Regions from separate parts of the Zea mays genome. Here region 2 is linked to region 1. The links are chromatin contacts, called in public Hi-C maps. All regions are on one chromosome and are shown on one strand. Each heading gives the region's core, a stretch centred on a gene start, on an enhancer-like site or on the middle of the called end of the contact. The rest is flanking DNA. Distances are from core to core; before and after follow the strand shown.

What was found. A called contact is a pair of places that touch in the nucleus more often than the background predicts.
Region 2: a Hi-C map of ear shows a contact between it and region 1, with 2.9 times the contacts expected there. The contact joins the promoter of LOC100275426 here to the promoter of LOC103646516 in region 1. A contact is called at or near these places in 3 of 25 Hi-C or Micro-C datasets (ear, endosperm and tassel).

The regions. Positions count from the first base shown.
Region 1 is chr2:61,028,347-61,031,358 of Zm-B73-REFERENCE-NAM-5.0, forward strand. It overlaps LOC103646516, which reads right to left and starts at 1,479. Exons shown (of 2, transcript XM_008671248.3): 1 at 1-1,479. The coding sequence starts at 859.
Region 2 is chr2:61,308,228-61,311,236 of Zm-B73-REFERENCE-NAM-5.0, forward strand. It overlaps LOC100275426, which reads left to right and starts at 1,500. Exons shown (of 2, transcript NM_001150880.2): 1 at 1,500-2,243. The coding sequence starts at 1,811. It overlaps LOC103646517 (a long non-coding RNA gene), which reads right to left and starts at 509. Exons shown (of 2, transcript XR_562238.3): 1 at 1-509.

The DNA of each region.
Region 1 (3,012 bases), core at 229-2,728:
CGCGCGCCTGGAACGTGAACACAGCGCAGGAGGAAGACGAGTGGGGCAACTCGGCGGCGGGCGCGTGGGCGTGGAAGAGCCAGCCGTGCAGGTCCCACGTCATGTCGACGGGGGCGCCGCCGTCGAGGAAGATGGTGTGGCAGCCGCGGAAGTTCCAGCGGAGCCGGCGGAGCTGCACGACCCTGAGGCCGTCGACGGTGACCCACGCCTCGGCGTCGGCGTCGGCGTCGCGCAGCACGACGCCGATCTCGTGCTCGTCGCCCGACTCCAGGAACCGGGCCTTGGTGGCCCAGCGGCCGCGCCCGACGAAGCGCTCCCGGCGGCGCGCCAGCCGGGACGCGGCGACCGGTATCCCGCCGTGCAGGCGGTCGACGTACCCGCGGCTGAGGTCGCCCAGCAGGAGCACGAACTCGGCGTCCGCCACCACGGCGACGTAGAAGCCGGAGGCCGGCTCGGGCCCCGCGCCACCGGCGTACCGCGCCGCGCCGTAGTCCCAGAACACGCCCACCACGCAGCTGCCCGCCGTGAACGTCCCGCTCCCCTTCTTCCTGTGCAGGTGCCGCGGCGCCGCGGCGCGGCTGCGCGGGGCGGCGGCCGCTGCCGCCTCGTGGACCGCGACGGAGAGCGCGGGCCCGTCGGGCGCCCGCGACCAGGTGACGTCGATGAGCAGCTCCTTCCCGGACGCCGCGAGCCGCGAGCGGTACGCGGTGGTCACCGCGCTCACGGCCGGCGCCCGCCCGCCGGCGGCCTCCGGTGCGCCCGCCGCCGCCGCCGCCGCATTGGCGGCGCTGGAGCCAGAGCAGGCCACGTCGGAGATCCGCACGGCGTGCTCGCTGAAGCACGACACCAGGTCCTTCATGCCTCGGTTACCTTCCTTCTCTCGTGTCGTCCTCTTCTTGGACGGACGGACGGACGAGCACCCCGACCTGGAATTCTTCGGCCGCCTACCACTTATTACCACCACCGGGCCGCGGGGCGGGGGCGGGGGCGTGCAGGGACGGGGGATGGCTTTGCGGGCAGCACCGGCATTACGTTGAACTGGCGATGGCGACGGGCATTAGAAAAAGAGGTAATCGCAGGAGAAAGGTATCTCTTGACTGGGAAGCCTGCCAGGCAGTCGACTGGGGCTTGTACAAGGTAGGTATAACCCTTTCGCTCTCATCCCCAGCTCATATGCCATATGCATCTCTTCCGTTACCACTGCTCTGCCACCACCACAGCTCTAACAGTTTCAGTTTCCTCCCGCCGTGCTCCTTTTAATTCCCTTCAATCACCAGTGGGTCCAGCGGGAGCACAGATTCGCGTGTAGCCGAGGCAAATCTCGGTTTCGGCCTCCTTCAACTTTGTACTTACTACCCTTTCGGGCTTTTTCCCTTCCGTTTCCGGGCTTTTGTTGTAAACTGCCGGGTCAGGGTACGAGCAATGCGAGGAGTCGCGAGAGAACGCATCTCTTTCTCTACCGGCTACCGCGCTTTAGTAACAAATGGTTCCACTGAAACTTCCCAAACGAAACGGGGGGCGGCACCTGCCGGCTGCCGCCACAGAGGGAAGCCCTGGCACGAGGGCGGCTCTAGGCCGAGGTAGAATGGGCCACGTCCATAGTACACCACGTACGCCGTATCCCGGATGCCGTGGCGACGCTAAAAGTTGATAACAGTATAGTACGCAGATTTGACCATCATGCAACTCACACAGTACTGCAATCTGCAACAAGGAATTCCGTGCATACCGGATGGAGTCATGGAAAGAATAATGGACACGACGGTGCTACCGAAAACACGGACGGTTATTACAACACGAGGGCCAAACGCTAAAACGTCGGACATGATGCAAGTCTAGGACTAGGAGCACACGTTTCCAACTGGAGACCACGAAAATACCCCCGTCGTGGTGGCACTGCGCGCCCTGACAGGCTCCCTGACCGCAAGCCAGAGCCGGAGACCAGCTCCGAAAGTGAAAAAGTCCAAAGCTGCCACTGCCAGCCGGGACAGCCACAGGCAGGGCAGCAGTGGACCTGCACTGCCGACGCGTCTCGCCCCGCGACAAACCAAGCGGCGGCGCTCGGGGTGTGCGTTCCCCCCAGCGAACCCACCCAACTATCCCTTCCCTCCTGCCTCCTCCTCGTCGGCTCGTCCCCGGCTTCCGTACTGCCGTGCGCACGGGCACGGACGCAGCTATAGCTTCCCGTGCCGTACTACTGCCGTGCGGTCACCGGCCACAGGGTTTTCAGCGCCGAACCTTCCTCCCTTGCCCCGTCGCGCATGTGCGTGCGACCGCTTGGTGAAATAGAATAGGGAACTGGGTGGGCGTCGCGCATGAGTGGTAATTAAAGTCGGGAGCGGCGCCGTTGCCTGTGGCCAAGGGAAGAGAGGGCTGGCTACTCCTATCTCCAGCCGGCACTGGCAGCCGGTGGCCACCGCGTATGCGTGTGGGTGCGTGGCGTGCCGAACCGTCCTCGGCGTTGATGCATGCATGCTGGCGCCCAACGAAAGATCGCTTTTACTGGCGGTTGGCCGGCCGCCGGCCGGCACGCCCCTACTACTACTTGCTCCTGCCGAAGCAGTGAACGACCCTGCACTGCTGCACGCATCGCCTTTGCCTGCGCTCGTAGTAAACAAAACACGGCTGCGAAACGCCCTTTGCGCCAGACACAACCATGTGACCGGCGCCGGCCGGACTGGGGCGTTGGACAACGCAAGATTCATGCCCCCACCCCATCCAGCGAAACCGCAAGTACTCGCCGTACGTGTTTTCTTTATTCTTCTCACGACGAGATAAAATTACTGGAAATTTCACGGCAGCACCTGCTCTGCGATAGCGCGACGACGACGGGGGTCACTTGGCAGGGAGCAGACTAGAGATGGCAATGGGGACCGATCCCCGATTCCCCGCGGGGAATTCCCCTATTAGGGGACGGGTATGAGACGAATTTAGTCCCCGCGGGGATCTAAATGGGGGAAATTTAATCCCCGTCGGGTTCGCGGGGACGGGGACGGGGAACCATCCCCCGTC
Region 2 (3,009 bases), core at 250-2,749, 280 kb after region 1:
CGTCAGATCCCTGGGAACAGCCGCCTTGACTCGAGAGGCGAGGGAGCTCTGCCGCGTGGAAAACGCCTGGGGTCGGGTAGGATTTCCCATGCTGTTGGGCTTCCAAATGCCAAGGCGCCTCAGCCCAGGGCTTCTTTCCACGCCGGGGAGCGTCCCGGGGGAAGCGTTCGGGTTTCGTCCCGTGGTTTGGGCTTTCCAAACGAGAAGCCTCACTGGGGATGGGCATCCTGATTGAATTAGGTGCGCAGGCATTCGGCGCTAGTGCGCTACCTCTAGCTTCTGGAGAAAACATAGGTGGCCGCGGACGAGGAACTGGATGGTATGCATTGGGCGGCGAAGCAAACAGAGCCAGAAAGGGATGGCCGACCGAGTCCATGGTAGGCAGAGAGGTTGAGGACGAGACGCCTCACCTTGCTCTGTCAGGGGCTATACTCAGGAGTAGCCCTAGGCCTATTAGCTACGTACCGGTGAGCGATCGAGCGCCGCAGGATGCAGATAATTTTTTTGGCGACGCGATAGCAGCGACAGCGAGTGATCGGTGGCTGGCCGACTGGCCGTGCGTTGCCTACTGCGGCTGGCCATGGAACGTAAGGTGACTGCTGGCAGCTGGTGGCGTGTTCCACGAGCGTCGAGCGTACGCGCGTCGTCGCTTCGCTGTATGTGTGTGGTCCGACTCTGACATCGTAGCGGTTTCATTTCCTCGAAACCCCATCCGAAGCTCATGCTCATCCAGTGCCCGGCGCACGTGCGCGCGGGCATGCAGTGCAGCACGAGCTGCTGCGGACCGTGCGGGGTGCATTATTTGGGCAGCGCGTGTCGTCTCGTGTCGTCGTCATCATCAATCAGGCCCCCGCCCGCGCGCCCTCCCCCAGTAGCGAGCTCCACCGCGCCTGTCCCTTCGCTGTCCCGGCGCGGCGCTTCCCGGGCGGGCATCTTTCTTCCCAACCCGTTCTTTTCCGCCGCGATCCCAAAAATCCCCGACGCCGCCAATCATTCATTCATGCTGTACCGGAAACACTTCAGCTACGGATCGGGCTTTGCGGACGGCAAGTCAGTAGTAAACAATTAGTGGTTGCAGTACTAGCAGCGAACCGTCCATCCCGTGGGAGTATTTGCTTGGGCCTGCCTGCCGATTGGAACGCGCGCTCCCAATCGACATGAATTGAGTCGAATTGAGTGAGTTTAAATCTCAATTAAGTCAAACTCTTTCTTAATTTTTTCTAATCTTACCTAATTCATGGGTAACAGGATTAACCGAACAAGGCTCACTCTGGTCACCATCCGCCGCTGGCCGCTGCCCTCGCCGGCCGCGTTCGACAGCAACGTAGACCTAGCTAGTGTTTCTCCACAGTATCTCTCGGAGATTCTTGTGTAGTTTTCCAGCGCAGCCGAAACTGAACTGATGGTGTAGTAGGACCCCGAACCCGAACGAATCCAATTATTGATGGGACGACGGCTAACAGGCTAGTGACGTCCTTAAATCCTCGCGTCTGCTTTCTCTTTCTCAGCCTTTACCCCAGGACGACGAGCCGCTCGCTGACTGGTTACTTATTACTAGTAGCCTCTCTGGTCCTGGTGCATCCTCGCGGAACTCATCACAAGGCTCCACCTCCACCCTCCTGCGCGCATGGTGACTGCAGCAGCAGCAGCAGCCTCCTCTCCCCGCAGCATGCTCCGCTTCGCATTGACCGCCTCGTCGTCCGGCCGCCACCGAACGTGAGTACGTGGCTCTCGTCCACCGTCACCGCCAGCGGCCGGATCGCCGCGACGTCTAGAGCCCCCCCGCCTCTGCAGCCAGCCGGCGCTCGCGATGCCTCCTCTGGCGCCGCCGCACGGTGAGAAGGGCGGCAGGCAGCGGCAGGGGGCGGCGGCGGCCCCGGCCCCGGCCCAGCGGTCGGCGTCGTTCCACGGGCGCGGGACGGAGCAGCGGCACCACCAGCCGCAGAAGCAGAGGCCCAAGACGCTGCCCGACCTGCTCGCCGGCGTCCGGGGGGCGAGCTTCCGCTCCGGGTCCCCGCCCCCGGACGGCGACGCGGGGCGGAGGACGCCGAGCAAGGTCCTGGTCAGCGTGGCGGTGCAGCAGAGCATGTGGCCGCTGCACGTCATGGCGCCCGCCGAGTGGACCGTGGCGGACCTGGTGGCGGCCGCCGTCGCCCTCTACGTCAAGGAAGGCCGCCGCCCGCTGCTGCCGTCGACCGACCCGGCCGCCTTCGGCCTCCACTACTCCCAGTTCAGCTTGGACAGTACGTTCCTTGAATCTCCACTTCTCGGGAGACCACGCTACGTTTTGATTCTTGTTCTAGTAGCTTGTTATTTAATTTGCGCTCTTCTATGGCTAAGCTAAACTGCACTATCGCTCGCTCTCTATTTTCAATATTTCGCATCAAATCTGAGGTAACTACGGTAATCTGCTGCAATAGAAAATATCATTTCATCCAAACTACAATCGCTCCCTACTCATGCAGGCCTGAAGTCAACACTTAGGGCTGGTCTAGGAATATCATTTTTCTAAGTAATTTTTATTTTCACATAAGAAATTAGTTTATTTTTCCTTAGAACTTGTAAAAATGGAGTTTCTAAAATAGCAAACTACTCTTAGGAGGTGTTTGCTTGACTTGTGGGTCCCACCGTTTGAGTGACAAGTGGTTCCCATGACCTATTCAGGTAGTAACAGTATTACTTAGGCCACTCCCAAGTCCCAATCCAGGAGATATATAGTATAGTTCACTAAATAGGTTGTTAAGAAAAACATAGTATGGCACCGCAGCTAAAAAAGACAAAGGAGAAGATACATATCTACACAGGAACCAAAACATAAAGAGATATAATAAATAGATAAAAAAGACATATGATTGATTGAATAAAAGTTTGTTCTATTGAAGTTCGTGGCTACGTCATATAGTCACTGAAACAACACGTGGTTTCTAGCATTATTAGTGCCCTTACATGCCCATCAGCTGAAAGCCCCATGTGTTTAGGTCTTGTATAGTGGAGAGACACTAAAGCGGT